Linked DNA regions of Mus musculus: regions 1, 3, 4 and 5 are each linked to region 2. The links are chromatin contacts, called in public HiChIP or PLAC-seq and promoter capture Hi-C maps. All regions are on one chromosome and are shown on one strand. The core of a region is the stretch at or near the end of the contact, and the rest is flanking DNA. Distances in the headings are between cores, read along the strand shown. Region 1 overlaps Cep152 (centrosomal protein 152). Region 2 holds the start of Slc27a2 (solute carrier family 27 (fatty acid transporter), member 2). Region 3 holds the start of Galk2 (galactokinase 2). Region 4 has its middle 27 kb from the start of Secisbp2l. Region 5 overlaps Shc4 (SHC (Src homology 2 domain containing) family, member 4).

The links. Promoter capture Hi-C pulls out the DNA fragments that hold promoters and counts their contacts. HiChIP or PLAC-seq counts read pairs in DNA pulled down with a chosen protein or histone mark.
Region 1: a contact with region 2 is called in a promoter capture Hi-C map of hippocampal neurons, with 3 times the contacts expected there. The contact joins the enhancer-like site here to the promoter of Slc27a2 in region 2. A contact is called at or near these places in 5 of 39 promoter capture datasets (the 3T3-L1 cell line, embryonic stem cells, hippocampal neurons and 1 more), 3 of 115 datasets of contacts at active chromatin or transcription factors (embryonic stem cells and stem cell-derived neural progenitor cells) and 2 of 9 other capture datasets (adipose tissue and liver).
Region 3: an H3K4me3 HiChIP or PLAC-seq map of embryonic stem cells shows a contact between it and region 2, with 5 times the contacts expected there. The contact joins the promoter of Galk2 here to the promoter of Slc27a2 in region 2. A contact is called at or near these places in 6 of 39 promoter capture datasets (the 3T3-L1 cell line, the HPC-7 cell line, cranial neural crest and 2 more), 1 of 484 Hi-C or Micro-C datasets (embryonic stem cells), 13 of 115 datasets of contacts at active chromatin or transcription factors (astrocytes, bone marrow-derived macrophages, embryonic forebrain and 5 more) and 4 of 9 other capture datasets (adipose tissue, embryonic stem cells, liver and 1 more).
Region 4: a contact with region 2 is called in an H3K4me3 HiChIP or PLAC-seq map of forebrain, with 4 times the contacts expected there. The contact joins the enhancer-like site here to the promoter of Slc27a2 in region 2. A contact is called at or near these places in 11 of 39 promoter capture datasets (the 3T3-L1 cell line, the C10 cell line, the HPC-7 cell line and 7 more), 8 of 115 datasets of contacts at active chromatin or transcription factors (acute myeloid leukemia, embryonic forebrain, embryonic stem cells and 3 more) and 4 of 9 other capture datasets (adipose tissue, embryonic stem cells, liver and 1 more).
Region 5: an H3K4me3 HiChIP or PLAC-seq map of embryonic forebrain shows a contact between it and region 2, with 4 times the contacts expected there. The contact joins the enhancer-like site here to the promoter of Slc27a2 in region 2. A contact is called at or near these places in 6 of 39 promoter capture datasets (the HPC-7 cell line, HPC-7-derived erythroid cells, cranial neural crest and 3 more), 1 of 15 datasets of contacts at CTCF or cohesin (the NIH/3T3 cell line), 3 of 115 datasets of contacts at active chromatin or transcription factors (embryonic forebrain and embryonic stem cells) and 2 of 9 other capture datasets (adipose tissue and embryonic stem cells).

Annotation. Positions count from the first base shown.
Region 1 is chr2:125,592,624-125,595,706 of GRCm38.p6, reverse strand. It overlaps Cep152 (centrosomal protein 152), which reads left to right. Exons shown (of 28, transcript NM_001081091.1): 13 at 636-834. Among named protein-coding and RNA genes, the nearest start is that of Cep152, 31 kb to the left of the region's middle. Within about 2 kb of position 1,461, at least 4 of the 459 cell types and tissues checked have an H3K27ac peak or open chromatin away from gene starts, as enhancers often do. A contact at or near this core is called in hippocampal neurons, where this site is marked.
Region 2 is chr2:126,551,510-126,554,878 of GRCm38.p6, reverse strand. It overlaps Slc27a2 (solute carrier family 27 (fatty acid transporter), member 2), which reads right to left and starts at 1,855. Exons shown (of 10, transcript NM_011978.2): 1 at 1,247-1,855. The coding sequence starts at 1,724.
Region 3 is chr2:125,864,583-125,867,730 of GRCm38.p6, reverse strand. Galk2 (galactokinase 2) reads right to left here and starts at 1,508. Exons shown (of 10, transcript NM_001291002.1): 1 at 1,346-1,508. The coding sequence starts at 1,398.
Region 4 is chr2:125,807,951-125,811,028 of GRCm38.p6, reverse strand. No RefSeq gene overlaps it. Among named protein-coding and RNA genes, the nearest start is that of Secisbp2l, 27 kb to the right of the region's middle. Within about 2 kb of position 1,333, at least 45 of the 459 cell types and tissues checked have an H3K27ac peak or open chromatin away from gene starts, as enhancers often do. A contact at or near this core is called in forebrain, where this site is marked.
Region 5 is chr2:125,703,676-125,706,735 of GRCm38.p6, reverse strand. All of the region lies in intron 1 of Shc4 (SHC (Src homology 2 domain containing) family, member 4), which reads left to right. Among named protein-coding and RNA genes, the nearest start is that of Gm35231, 13 kb to the right of the region's middle. Within about 2 kb of position 1,670, at least 36 of the 459 cell types and tissues checked have an H3K27ac peak or open chromatin away from gene starts, as enhancers often do. A contact at or near this core is called in embryonic forebrain and stem cell-derived epiblast-like cells, where this site is marked.

The sequences.
Region 1 (3,083 bases), core at 212-2,711, 960 kb after region 2:
CTCAATATTAGTATGACACATACCAAAAATCACAAGTGTGAGCTGTGTCAGGCAGAAAGACCAAGGGGGAGCATGCCACCAAGGGGAGCATGCCACCAAGGGGAGCATGCCACCAAGGGGAGCATGCCACCAAGGGGGAACATGCCATGTGTGGGGGGGTGAGCTTGCTTTTGCAAAGGTGATATCCTTGTGTATGACCGAGTTCTAACTTATTTATTTTTGTTTTATGTGTATTAGTGTTCTGCCTGTATGTTTGTATGTGCTTTGTATGAGTGTCTGGTGACCTTGGTGGCCAGAAGAGGGCATCAGATCCCCTGGAGCTACTGATGGTTGTGAGCCCCCTCGTGGGTACTGAGAATTGAATCCAGGCCTTCCGAAAGAGCAGCACATGCTCTTCATTACCAAGTTATCTCTCCAATCCCCAAGTTCCAAACCCTTTAGCAGCGTTTAGCTCAGTGTTAGAATGCTTGCCTAGCGTGTATGAAGCATAGGAAACAAAGAAACAAAATGTTCAGAAAGAAAGTTCAAAATGCTGTGACTGTAAGGGATAGAAACCATGACCACATGTGGCTAGGGCTTTATGGGTCTTTGATTTGTTTCTTGCTTTTATGCTAAACGGGCAGTTTCCCCATCAGGGTCACACAGCAGGAGTCCCCAGATGAAGACCCTTCGAAGGATGAGCTTATCCTGAAGCTGAAAACGCAAGTCCAGCGCTTGCTGACTAGCAACTCCGTGAAGCGACATCTGGTGTCTCAGCTGCAGAGCGATCTCAGAGAGTGCCGGGAGACAATGGAAGCTTTCCAGCAATCCAAGGATGGTGACAGCGGCATGGAGGTGAGACCCTGCAACCTGTACACGTAAGAAGCCCCCTTGAGACATGCGCCTTATAGATGGAAGTTACGTTTTTGGTTTCTTAGGGTTTATTTGACTCTTAGATGTAAAGCTTACAGGAAAAAAAGCCACCTGATAGATAGGCTGTTTATTGGCTTGTTTTAGGCACCTAGTAAATGAGATGCCAGTTAGGCTAAATTCTTTGTTCACAAATGAAAGGAGGACTTTGTAGAGGGGATGCGCCTTTTGTCAGGCACCTCCTGTGAGGCCCCTTAGCAGCTCTGCTCCTGAGCGCGTTCTGTTCTGTTCTGTTCTTACAACGGTTGGTCTCTGAGGAAATGAGGTAGAGAGCACTGGTCGATACTTACTTCTGAGATGTGTCTTTTAGATTTAGTGATGGTTTTACTCTGTAATCCTGGCTAGCCTTCAGGTTGTAATCTTCCGGCCCTGAGCACTGAGATTGTGGGAGTGTGCTTCCATGCCGGTGTCTGATATCCACCTCAGTGCTCTTTAGCTGACATCTTCGAGGAAAATGAAGGTAGGGGAGTCTGTGGCGCTCTGAGGTTTCACATTTCCTACATTTCTTAGGAAATGAAGTTACACTTCATGACTGATAGGGGTCAGAGTTACTGCTGGAAGCTCCTGCAGTCAGAGCTTGAGAGCAGCCTTTTTCTTCCTCATTTTGACAAACTGAACATTTGTACTGTCAAGAAAAATAATGCAGAAATGAATTGATAATTAAGAAAAGAAAGCGGAAGTTTGAAAGGCATGCAGGGAGTGTAATCCGTTTCTCCAGAAGGAAGGAAGGAAGTTTTAATCTGACTGCTGCTTTTTTATCCCCTGGTTCTTATGTGAGAGTCCTGTTCATTAACAAATCCTGTCAAAATATGTGAGATGTTCTGAGGGACCAATTTTTTGTGATATTAAAAGAAAACTTGGTTACACCCATGACATTTGTGCCACATGTGGGCATCTATCTCTTGGCATATGAATCAGTATCTTAGTTCCCAGCGTTCCCAGCTGAGTGAGACTGTTGACTTCCTCTCACCCCCATACCCCCACCTCCGACCCCCCAGCATTCTGCATAGCATCTTCTGGTAGTGTAGAAGCTAGAAGGTTGGTTTGTTTTTATTAAACATTCTAATTTGGACTGTATTATATAATGAGTGATCGACTTTCAAATACTGCGTGGACTCTTCTTTCCCAGATCTTTATAATAGAACTTGGAATTAGTCTGTAAAGTTAGAAAGCATGTTTGGGATGCCTTGGGAGGTCTATGGAGAGAGAGAGAGAATGGTTATTCATTTTTGTTTTTGAAAAGATGCGTAAGATTTTGTGGGATTTACTGGTAATAGAACTATGAGGCATACATGAATATTTAAAAGTTTGATTATGTGGAGCCACATATAACTGTAGTACTTTGGAGCATCATCTACATTTAAACATTTGTTTCTATTAAAAATTAAGCTGGCTGTGGTGGTACACACCTTTAATCCCAGCGCTTGAGAGGCAGAGACAGGTTTCTGCCAAGAGGCAGAAACTGAGTTTCAGGCCAGCTTGCTCCAGAACTACATAGTGAGACGCTGTCTCAAACAAAACAAACAATCAAAGCACATTGTTTTGTGGTATTTCCAGGCTACTACATGGTAGAGATCAGGAGACTGCTCATATACTGCGTTAGGCAGTGTTTGGGTGTAGATCAGATATGCCTTTCATTCCAGTTGACCAACTGGGTGGTTAAGGAAGATTGTAGTGCCATTGCATACACTAGCAAGATTTTACTGAAAGGACCCAGATAGAGCTGTCTCGAGTGAGGCTATGCCAGTGCCTGACAAATACAGATGTGGATGCTCACCATCATCTATAGGATAGAACACAGGGCCCCCAATGGAGGAGCTAGAGAAAGTACCCAAGGAGCTAAAGGGATCTGCAACCCTATAGGTGGAACAACATTATGAACTAACCAGTACCCCGGAGCTCTTGTTTCTAGCTGCATATGCATCAAAAGATGGCCTAGTCGGCCATCACTGCAAAGAGAGGCCCATTGGACTTGCAAACTTTATATGCCCCAGTACAGGGGAACGCCAGGGCCAAAAAGTGGGAGTGGGTGGGTAGGGGAGTTGGGGGGGTGGGTATGGGGGACTTTTGGGATAGCATTGGAAATGTAAATGAGGAAGATACCTAATAAAAAATTAAAAAAAGAAAAAAGAAAGATTGGAGTGGGGTTAGAGAGGTGGCTCAGCGGCCAAGGA
Region 2 (3,369 bases), core at 606-3,105:
GCGACAGAGCAGGCCGTGACAGCCTCCTGGTTCCGAGGGAGAAGTCCTTAGAGACTGTTGGGAGTATCTTCGAAGGTCCGGGCCCTTTGCATTATTTGATGCCTTTAAAACCATCTCTCTACTTTATAAACTTTAGTTTCAAAGCCTCTGCTTTTCATATTACGTATTTTATGTCACATAGGGCAGGCTTATACATTTCCTGGTTTCTTAGAAGTAAATGGGCATTTAGACTTTTGAGGGCACTAGGCAAACTGCTTGGTTTGTCTCAGTTTCCTGAGCTATGAAGTGAAGGGCAGAGCAGATAGACCCTTGACTCTCTGAAGCTCTAAAGCATACATCTGTGTAGAGGATGGCACTGTATAAGAAACGTGGGCTTTGAAGACGGAGCTAGGCTGGAAAATTCTATATGTTTCCTCAATCATATAACGGAGGAGTGATTTTTAATTTATCAGAATATTAAAACCATCCATTACAGTATTTGGCACCAATGGGCATCCCAAAGAGTTGGATCCTCTCATCTTCTGTATGGTTACTAATGTCTTTTTACTTTTTCCTGGTCCGGTCTCTCCTTACTGACTGTGAGAAGCAGCAAGGGTGTTGTTCAGACACTAACTGCTGGGAGCTGAGGAAAAGAGAGGACGGGGACAGGGAAGCGACTTTCCCATGACTGTAAGTCTACCAAAGCTAGGGGCTGGATCCACTGCGGTTCTCATCCAAGGCCCTCTGAATTTTAATGTAAATGTGTTAAGTTCTGATTGGAGGAATGGATTTAGAAGTGGATCCCTTTGGACAGCCCCAAGTCTTCCTTAGACACTGCACGTGAAGCTTTGGATTTCTGGGCTGCACATAGAAATCCCATGATATGAGTTGTGAAGATTAAAAACAACATTGTGCATATACAGCGGTCCCCTGGGTTAACATTGAGGGTGGGTGGGAACTGCCTCGCACATAACATGGATACACACTTCTTCTTGCCATCTCTAAACAACACAGGTAAGAATGAGTGGTTTAGTATTCAACACCGTGTTAGGTATCATACGCAATCTGGACTCCGCATTGGAGGACTGAAGCGCTTCGAAAGACAGGCCACTTTACATCTAGGAATTATAAGGATTGTTAATCAGCGTCGTACACCTGGAATTGACCTCTTTTCCTGCTTCCCGGCCCCACACCACACTGCAACCCCGAAACCAAGTGCCTCTATCCTCCCACCTCCAGGGTTAGGGCCGGCGGTTTTGCAGCTCACCTGGGGAGGCCAGCAGCACCTTCGCCCCGCAGCATTGAAAGCAGTGCAGCAGAGACTTGGCACGAATGTTGTAGTTGAGGCACGCCATGGGACAGCCCAGTTTGAGCAGTCCCAGCCAGATCCACACGTAGGCCGGCTCATTGCCCATGAAGAGGGCTACGCAATCCCCCTGTCGTAGGCCCAGTTGATCGTGCAGCGCCCGCGCCACTTGGTTGCTGCGCCGGTCCACCTGGGCGTAGGTGAGCGTCTCGTCTCGGAACAGCAGGAAGGGCTTGTGTGGGGTCTTGCGCGCTTGTTCCAGGAAGGCCCGCAGGATGGTACGCACGGGTCGCCGCTGCCGGTAGCTGCGCACCCGCCGGGCCATGTTGGCCAGCCGCAGGAAGTACCGCACATCTTGGAGGAGGTAGGGGCAGCAGCAGGTGAGCAGCAGAGGCAGCAGCAGCAGCCCCGCCAGGCCGGTGTAGAGCACTGGCAGCATGGCGGTAGCTGCGGGGTCCCCGGTCCCCGCCGGGGCCGAGGGAGTGCTCGAGGCGTGCAGCGCGGCGGCAGGCGGGAGAGGAGCAGAGCAGGAGCTGGCGACTGGGCTCGGCCTCCGGACGCGCTGCGACTGCGGGTGGCGGCTCGGCTGCAGGTGCCTGTGGCGCGCTGTGCGGGCGGGACGGCCGTGGGTCCCGCCCCCTCGTGGGGCTCCTCGTGCGCTCAGGGGGCCGCTCCTGTCAGCCTGGGTGGCCCAGGATGCCACAGCACTTGTGTTCAGTGTCTGGGGTCAGATGAGATCTAGTTCTCCGCAAACAACGCTTAGCGCAAACAGCCCACGTTGAAAAGGTCAAAGGCGTGGTGCTGTGGTTAGTTATTCTTATCACACAGCGCAGTGCCTTTGCTTAATCAAGTACCTTATAAACGCACCGCAGCCTTATTATTAATAGCGGGCACCAGGTGCCACAGCCAACTCAGAGTCCCACCTCCACTCCTTGGTCCCAGAGGCTTTCCGCTAGATCTCTCTTTGTTTCTAACGTTTGCTTCTCTGCTCAGGCAGTCTCCTGTGGGGAAGGTTTCAAGGTTGAACAAAAGCGCCAGAGGTGGTCGCATTCAGCTGCACCTGCCAGCCCCTCTTGTGAGCTTCGCCTGTTTCGGGAACTCCGGAACTCGAGCAATGGGGTCCTGTTAATTTGTTTTGAGATTTTGTTCTGTTACGCGAGCCACTTTCCAACATCGACGGTATTGTGGACTCAGTTCGACATTTACCAAAACACACAAAGCAAACAAAGTAAATAATGGCATATCTCAAAAGTCATTTCTTCAAGAAGTTTGATCTATGTATTAATGCCCCTAGGTAGTGGTACTGTACAAGGTTAGCATGCTTGCTACCAAGTAAAGTAAAGATGTGCTTCGTTGTCACAGTCTTCTGTCTCATGCTCATTCATATTATTGTTGTAAGATAACTTGTCTTGAACCGTCAGAGGTCTTCTCAGATGATCCTTTCATGCTTGTTCACTGAGGAGAAAGGGAAGTTTAGGTGATTCTTTGTCATGTCCACTGCAGCTGTGGTTTCCTGTGTAAACCCTGGAAGGGGCTAAGGAGGGAAGGAGAGTCAGTTTTCTTTAGCGATGTGGTCCCTAGAAGGTCGACCTTGCTCTAGTGGATGGCCCTACGGCCCAACTGTACACACACACACACACACACACACACACACACACACACAGATAAGTGTATATACTGTACAAATTGAATTGAGATCTATTGGAAAAAGGAAGAGGGCATCAAGGAGAGGTGATAGGGTCTGGAAGAGAGATCGGATCTGGAAATATTTAGGGGTAAATATGATCAAATACATTGTATGTATGTGTGAAGTTCTCAAAGAATTAATAAAAATATTATGCTTAAAGAATATCTAGTAATATGTGAGATATGAAAGAGGAACCAGTTTGGTCCCAGGTCATTAACCACTCTCTCAGCACTGTGAGTCACAGTGTCATTTTGTCCTCTTATTTTCTGGGTGTCTGTCCATATTTTCTTTTTATTTCCACTACTAAAAAATGTCTCTCATAGCCTTCTGACCTCTTTTAGATTCTCGGGACCACGTCAAGCAGCCCTTTCCTGTGTCAAGACTGTCTTTCTACTGT
Region 3 (3,148 bases), core at 259-2,758, 690 kb after region 2:
CAGATTCTGCAGCAGCAGAACAGAGCTTACATGACCACTATGGGCTTTCCTGGCGCTAACACAGATAAAGCAACACTAAATCGTTGTTTGGTGAGTAAAAACTGTAACAACCATGAACGGCATGAAAGAGCACTACATCGGAACTCCTCTTTTAGCAATGGTGCTATATTAGCAACATCCTCCCTTCTGCATAACTATGGAAAGTGATCTTTATGAAAAAAAAAAAAACCATATAAAATCGGCTGAGTGTGATGACACACATCTTTAGTCCTAGGCAGAGACTTGGAGAGAGTAGGTAACTCTCTCCAAGTTAGAAGTCAGGCTAGTTCAAGCCAGCCAGAACTACACATTAAGACCCTAGCTCAAAAATATCATATTTGAAGTTTATTCATAGACATGTTTTGTACAAGACTACACTACCAGAAAGGGTGGGTTTCTTTTCATGAAATGGATTCCTGGGGAGTCATTTGAACTATGTGGTCTCTCATTCACTGAATCTGTAAAAACAACCACACTGTACAAAGACTGACCTCAGAGAATCTTAACACATTCAACGACAGCCAGAAGTAATCTAAACTGTCTCTAGAGTAAGGTATGTTTTATCCTAGCAACTAAAGGTACATCGTTTGCTGACTTGCCCAGGAAGGAGCGTTTTCAAGCCATAGGAAAGTACAGTCTCATCAACCAAAACAGAAAGGAGAGCAGGAAAGAGTTACACTCAAAAGCAACCAACCTCAGAGAGGCCCTCGGACTTCTAACAGAACAGCAAGTGAACAGCTTCTGTGAGATTCCAGCTCCAGAAACCAGAACAAAGTATTCCTACAAAGTATCTGTAATTTTAAAAAGACCCTCCACTAGACATCAAAAAAGAATTGGGAGTTCTGTAGCTAGAAACTAGCAACAAATTAGTGCCTTGATGACAGTTTAGAGGTGATCAGATTTGTCAAAGATGCAGAGACTCAAAAATAAGTAGATAGGACGAAACTTGGAAAAAGCACTATCACTCGACAGGCAAGATAACTAGCAGTTCCAGGAAGAGCTGGGCATTTTTACTGAATCCTTCCCTAAGAAAGAGCAAAGGCCTCCGTGTGAAGCAACACACACAACCCCTGGCGCGGTGTCTGAGACCCAGAAGTCTAGAATCCTAAGGGTTCTGTCTGCTTCCAGGAACACACACGCACATGCAGACGCACACAAGCCCTAACTCAAAAGAAGCTGTCTACACACACACACACACACACACACACACACACACACACACACGTAACTCAAAAGAAGCCGCCTAAAGCAATGAGCGCCTTGTGCACTTCTCCAGCCCGGGATCCCGGCCACGCCTCTCCCCCACCTGGGATGTTCTGCCACCTGGACTCGTCGAGTGGCAGGGTCCTCCGCAGCCATATTTTGCTAGATCCCTCTGCAGTTTCCAGAAGTGCAGCACAGCTAAGCATCACGAGATTAAAGTGGCAGGAATGGCTTTCTTCCGGGATCTCAGCGGAAATCCTGCAGGTCCGCAGAAGTGGCTGCCTTTCAGGCTGTCCCGCCCCCAGCTCCTCCTCCCCCCTCTCCAGGCAACAGCTGTCAACCGTGGCCACCACCTTTCGCTGGGTAAGCAGCAAGGCCGATTGACCAGGTTTTTCTTTGCCCTGATGTGGCTGAGTACAGCCCCAGTTGAAGACCCATCCATACCTTTCCTCTGATCCCTCTCAGTCTTTTTTTTTTTTAATTTGACATTTTTTTCTTCCTTAATGTTCAGCAGATATGTGCCAAAGACCATAAAATGATCACCTATTGCTTCTTATTCAAATTTATTTCCAAAGCAAGCAACATAAAATAGATGTGAATATCTTTGCTCTTCCTTCTAGGATGCAAGCATAGGTAGGCCTTCATAAGACACCACTAATGATGAGAAGAAACCTTTAGCATCTGTTAGGCCTCAAAGAAACCTGGAACAAGTCCCACCCACCATCTGTGGTTCTCACACACACACACAGAGAGAGAGAGAGAGAGAGAGAGAGAGAGAGAGAGAGAAAGAGAGAGAGAGAGAGGTGGCAGTACCATGTTTAGTCTGAACCCCCCTCCCCTTCCAGATGTCTCTGGCTGTTTTCTCTGTCACAACTATAAGAAACCTTCTCCTCAACCATACCTAGCCAGTCATGCCCTCATTTTTTCATTCGGTATCCAGTTCACCCCTCATTTTTCTGTTACCTAAGGAAACCCGAGACCCTATTAAAAGCATACCATCTCCAGCACAACTCCCCCATTACTGTGCTGGGCTAAGAAAAGTCACCCTGAATACTTCTTTTCTTGTGCACGTACTGTCCATCTAGCTGTTGCCTCACCATCACTACCAACTATAAGCAACCAACTCGAGGGCAGGAGCACTGTCCTCAGCACCTGACACACTGCCTGGCAGACTGGTTCTCAAAACACAGGCACAACTGAGTGAATGACTGAGGTGGAGTTCACACAGCTCATGAATTACTTTTCTTTTGCTGTGACAATATGCCCTGACAGATGCCCTGCCCACTGAGAAGGAAAGGTTTATTTGGCTTACAAATAACAGGGAAGTCAAGGCTAGCCCGCAAAGCATCGTGTCTGAAGTCATGTACAGAGAGAATAGATTCACAAGACCTTCTTTGACTTCTGGCTCTCAGCTAGCTTTTCTCTGTATAAAATGTACGCACAAAAAGTCTCCCCACTCTTTCTGATGGAAGGACATAAGGTTGACAACAGTGGACTTCTTTAGAGCCCTCTGCATGTGCCCCCCCCCCAATCTGGAATGAGAGAGAGAAAGGAGATATGTATGTTACCTTCGCAAGGAAAATGTATACCTTGTACTTTTTAAAATTAAATTTATTTAATGTGGGTGTGCATGGGCACAGAATCATAGAACAACCTATGGGTGTCAGTGTTTTCCTTCCACCATGTGAGTTCCAGGAACATATGCAGGTCATCAAGCTTGCCAGCAAGCATCTGTCCTGATAAGATAGCTTACCAGCTGGCCCCTATACCTCCTTTTAAACTAATTAGTAATCAGTGTCCTAAAGTGTGGCAAAGCTTTTTTAGATACAACACACACACACACACACACACACACACACACACACACACACACACACACACATTCTTTACCATGCAAGAGTAATAA
Region 4 (3,078 bases), core at 84-2,583, 740 kb after region 2:
GATGGGAGTGGTGGTTGTATAATTGCTGTGGTCTGAGGAAAGTAGCTAGCCATTAAAACCTTCCCACCACCCACCATGACTCCCTCCCATTAAGCTTTTCAGAGAAGGTTCACTCCTGACTGTAGTGCAAAGCTTACTGTGATGTAGTGTGAATTTATAGAGGTGTACCCAATTAAAATAAGCATAGAATTAATATGGCAGAAAGACATTTTAACCAACATCTACAAAATATTTGTGGTCATTTTAAGGTTTTGTTTTTGTCTGTTTGTTTGTTTGTTTGTTTGTTTTTCGAGACAGGGTTTCTCTGTATAGCCCTGGCTGTCCTGGAACTCACTCTGTAGACCAGGCTGGCCTCAAACTCAGAAATCTGCCTGCCTCTGCTTCCTGAGTGCTGGGATTAAAGGCGTGCGTCACCACGCCCGGCTCATTTTAAGCTTTTTAATATTTTGTTGATATTTAAAAATGTGTAGTGCTGGGGATCAAACCCAACATTGGCTCTTTGGCTTTCTTCAAACTATTGGCTGAAGTGTCTACGGAACTGTAAAGCCATTCATTGGGATTACAACAAAGCTGGTGATCTTTGGCCCATTTAAGGACACCAGTCAACGCAAACTGTCACAGGGCTAAAGCGTCACCAGATACTTTATAGGCAGCAACAATATTTTTACCACTGGGGAAAATCTGCCTTTTTGGAACAGCTTAAAAATAATGTTTCTGTTTCAGCCACAAAGATGTGAAAGTGATATAGGCTCATTAATACAGCCATCTATATGAAGACTCATATATGCTTAAATAAACAAGAGTTCTGGAAGACTGTCATCAGCATATATTTGCATATTCAAATCAGACAAAAGAAGCCTCTGACATTCACTTTTGCTCCTGCTTTTTTTTTGACTAATTATCATATTCTGCTTAGTCTTAATATTTTATAAAAAGGAATTCTTTATCATGCCTTTAGCCTCACTGCATCAGAGAATGCTTGTCCCCATGCGTCACCCTTTAAATACAAAGTCTGAAGTAATCTGTCTATCCTACTTGAAAGTTGTTTAAAATTGTAGATGGACGAACTTGAAAATTCCTTAAAGTGGAATTCGAGAAAATCTTCACTGTTCCACAAATCATATCCTATTCAGTGTCCCACTTTTCTCCAGAGCAGACAAATTCCCCAGAGTTAGGCCACGTTCCAGGACATCCTCCTTTTCATTTAATTATTTTGAGGATAAAAAGCTTTTTCATAGCACCCCCACAAAATCTGCTATGCCAAGCACCGCAAGCAGTTACACAGAGCAGCGAGCCTAACACAATGCTTGCGATTGTAGCATTCCACCCAGCTTCGCTCCTGTGCCCCCAGGCCTGTAATCTCTACACTGAATGCAGGTTTAACACTGACAGACCCAAGAGCCACACACGCCTTCCAGTCTCTGCCCTGAAGCAATGGAGAGTTGTTCCTTCAGCAGAGGACCCCACCACTCAAGACAGTAGATTCCACTGTCTTCAATAATTGTGTTGTGTGGTGAGAGGCAGGCCCTTGCCTGCCAATGGCTGCCAAAAAACTCTCCTCAGAAGAAAACCGGCTTAAATTTGAGACTACACTCAGCAAGTGACCTTATTCAGATGCCCGTCTGGTAGACCTTTGTCAAACAGTTTAATCCAGGTGCTTCACCAGGAAATCGGCTGCTCACAGACTTCCAAGGGATGGTGTGTGGGAGCTTGCTTTAAGAACATTACACTTGGTGTTGCCTCAGTCACGATTTGAGAGCTGGAAAGCCAGGCCTGGGGTCACTCACTGGTCCACCCACAGAGCCACTTGTTCCTGTGAGGAAAGCCACTTGTGTCTTCAGCACGGGCAGCTTCCCAGGCAGGTCTTAGTGGCTTCCTCAGTTTCTCTCACTAATCCTCTGAATCTTATTAACTGACAGACCTGCCTGTGGCCAACCTCTACTAAGTATGCAGGTTTTCCACACACTTATACTGTATCCCTGCCATGGGTAGTATACATATTTTGTTAAGCTGCCCAAAATTCTTTGAAGAGTTGTAAATCAATATGTAATTTTAGATTTATTTTATTCTACCTATATGAGTATTTTGCCCGCATGCACATAAGTGTGCCATGTACGTGCCTGGGATCCTCGGAGTTTGAGGGCATCAGAAGGTTATTAAGTCTCCATGTGAGTGCTGGGAACCCCACTTCTGCAATAACAACAAATACTTCTAACTGCTAATCTCTCCAGCCTGATAAATAGTTTTAAATATCAGCTTCTTATATCATCCTGAAAAACAGTTGTGGGTGATTATTCTTATTCTAAGGAAGTGTTCTTGTGCATAAGCATTTATTTAAAAGTTACACAGACTGCTCCTAACTGGTTGCTGATATTTTAAAAGTCCATTAGTTATCTCCTTACAACAGTTTTCCTGTTTTTGTTTTGGTCTTGTTGGTTGGTTTTTGTTTGCTTGTTTGTTTGGTGTTTATTTGTTTGTTTTCAAAATTGAAAAGATAATCAGAACCAGGTTCCATAGAACATGTCTGTAATCCCAGACCTAAAGAGGCTCTAAGGCAAGAAGATCAGGAGTTCAAGGATAGCCTGGGCTTTTCAGCATGCTTAGGGCCAATCTAGGCTATATAGTAAGACTTTTTTTCAGAAAACAGCAAAAACCAAGACAAGTTGATTAAATAAATTAGAAGTCAAAGACAATATTAGACCCACAAGCTCAAATTCATTTACATTTATTTGTAAATATGTCATCATTGGAGCCAGAGAGATGGCTCAGTTGGAAGAGTTCTTGATGCACAAGAATGAACACCTAAGTTTGGATTATTGGTACAACATAAAGCTTGGCACTCATCTGTAACCCCAGCATGTGGTAGTGCAAGTTAGAGAAATGTAGATCCTTGGAGTCCTTTGGCCAAAAAGCCTAATAGGATCCATAAGCTCTGAGTTCAGCATGGGACCCTATCTCAAAAACTAAGATAAAGAATGACTGAGAAAATATGCCCTTCCCCCAGCCTTGAGTAGGTTAAACAAACCCATGAAGGTTTTACAACCTAGCTGGAGTCACCTGGCCTCACCAAATTTGTAT
Region 5 (3,060 bases), core at 421-2,920, 850 kb after region 2:
CGGCTGCACAAGGTGCCAGCCCTTTGTATCTGGGCCTGGCAGGCTTCGAGTCCTGGTAGCAGGCCTGAGAACTACACTGGGTATCTGAAGAGCATGGTGCTGGCTTCTTGCCTAACCTTTCAGAGCAAAGGACATGCAGCAAGACTTTCCTGGGGAGCAGATTCCCTCCTGTGAGTCATTCCTGCTTTTCCATCTCATTGACGATACATGACCTTTGCTGTATTTTTAGCTTTTATTTATTTAGTCTAAGAAGTGGGTTGGAAGGAAATGGAGTTTGGAATCTCACGGACGGATGAAGAGAAATTGGGATCACATTTAAGCTAGGGTTGGCTGAAATTTGGCAAATATGATCAAAACTTCAGCATATGTTCAGAAATCTCACTGTGGTTTCACACTGTTCTGGGTCTGGAGAATAAAAGACTTCAGAGGACTCACCTTCCACACTCCAAGACTGCCTCAGACAGCTCATCAGGAAATGAGGGTATTGTAATCTTTGCTGATACTCCTTGACATATCTGCAGACTGTAGTCTCTCACTGCAGTCCTTAGTGTGGTAGAATACCCTTTCTTTTGCTCTTAGCTGTGCCCATTGTCTGGGAACCCCTATTACAACCTTCATGGCTTGTCTTTCTTTCCTGCAATATCCCACCCCCACACCCCATTCCCAACTTGACTTTCTCTGAGAAATCTTCCCTGGCTCCCCAAGATTAGCTAATCCTGCTGTTATAATGCCCCTATAGAAAGAGCTCTTGTTTGAGGTCCCTTAAAAGTAATTGGGGCTTTTTCATCCGCGCGCCAAGCTAAGCAGGTGGAATTGAAGATGTCCAAGAAGAACACTGTCATCCAACATAGTGACCACTGCATAGGTCAAAGACATGAGTCACAAAATTGAATAGCTAGTACATGCAAATCTCAGGTCAGCCCAAGCCTGTCTGAGTTTTGAAGCACATGCTCTTTTTTTTTTCTTTTTTCTTTTTCAAGACAGGGTTTCTCTGTGTAGTTCTGGCTGTCCTGGAACTCACTCTGTAGACAAGGCTGGCCTGGAACTCAGAAATCCTCCTGCCTCTGCCTCCCAAGTGCTGGGATTAAAGACATGCACCACCACTGTCTGGCGAAGAACATACTCTTTAAGACTCTCACTTCTTCAGGCTGACCCTGGTAGCGCCAATCATGGCCTGTTTTACATTAGCGGGACAGTGCATGTTGTCTCAGTATTTCTTCCTCCTGCTGTGTATCTGCAGCACATTGGCTGAATCTCTGTTCTGTACTATTCTCACTCATTGGCATTGTAAGAGGAAGGAAACTGGACAGGCCACTGTCCTGTGATGCCATCCACCAAATGAGGAGCTGTGTCCAACTTCAAAGAGGCTACCGGAGTAAAAAACCCATGCTGGGGGGGGGGGAGGTTGGAGATGCTTTTGCATTGGCACCAATGACTCCCGCGTATTCAAAACAAAGCAGTGGAGGGAGCAAAACCATGGAAATGGAGGCAGACCAGAGCCTGTGTCTCAAGGAAGGAGAGCCTTAGGGGAGTAAGAAGGGCCTGCCTTTCCAACCACAGGCCTCTGATTTAGCAGCTGCTGGCATCAATTATTCAGTTGTAACGGGCCCCCTTATATTAGCACTTTTAAAGCCTTTTCTCTTCTGAATGTATCAATTCTTTGACACAGCGGGGATTCCCTGCCTCTGTCAAGAGAGAGCCTGGAGAAAGCAGTCAGCTGATGTGGCGAAAGTAAACCTAAGCCGGGCAGGCTCTGCCAGCCGACGTCTCAATTCACATTTGCATTAGGAGCATTCAGTCCCAGAAGAGCAGAGACAGCACCTGTGGCCTCCTTGGATTAGGCCTTTCCACACTGATAAAAATCTCATACTAGCTGGCCTTGGGCACAGTGCCACAAAGACTTGCTTTAGGGTATTAGTTGCAACTTTTGAATTGTAATCACAAAATCAGAACCATTGAATAAAAGACACAAGGCCCAGGGACTCTCCTAAGACGGCATGAAAATTTTTGTCAGCGAGAATTCACCTTTGTTTGTTCCAATCCCTGCTTTCTTGGAACACAAAGGCTAACTGGGTAAGGTGGAATGGAAGGCATATTTACCATCTTTGGTGGCTAAATTCAAATGCCACCAAATAATGTTGTTACCGGAGGTGTTCCAGTCAGAGCCTGGGTACCAGCAAGTGTCTCTACCTAGCTGTAGCCTGTCCTCAATTGGCCAACTAAGAAGACAAAGCAATAGTGGGAAACTCAGCAAGTGGACGTATTCAGTTTGGTCACATTGGTAAAGTTGTGAATAAAGAGGGTCCAGAGTCTATCTTCAGAGTCTTGGCTTATGTGTAGGTGGATGGCAAGAAGTCTATACAACCAAGCAGACCCAGGGTGGCTATGCTCTTCCCCACCATTGATCTTCCTCGATGTACCTCCGGTCCTTTCTTCTAAAGTGCTCTGAGAACTTGGAACTGTGGGGAATCTCTTCCTGGGAGACAAGTTCCTCTTCTGGCTGACACCAAGCTTCAGTGTTTTCCTTCTCACAGCATGAGATTCTTGAGAAAAGTCTACTTCTAGGGGTTCCTTGATTCAATTATCTGATTAGCAAAGGGGGGGGGGAGGACAAGTGTCCTCACAGGGCTGTTACACTATAACACAATACTCACGATGGGACAGTTTATAAAGAGTAAGAAAGTTATGTGTGTGTGCTTCTGGAGTCTGGGGAGTCCAGCAATGTGGTGCTGACACCAGCTCATGGCTCATCAGCTCACATCAGCATCTGGCCAGGGCCATCTTGCCACACCATAATTTGGTAAAGAGGATGGCACGGTAGGACGGAGCTAAAGTGCTAGTTTGGGGTCTCCTGGATGGAGAGGTAGAGGAGAAGGTGATGCAGCATCATTAAGCCATAAATGTTTTGGTTCCAAGATTCATTCTCATTTTAAACATGTCCCTATGTTATATCTACTTTGGTACATGACAGACTTTAAGAAGGTAGTCATGATGGGGAAGCCTCTATCTAATTCAGGACCCCAAAAAGGACTGTTAGTAATAGATGTCTTCTGGATAAAT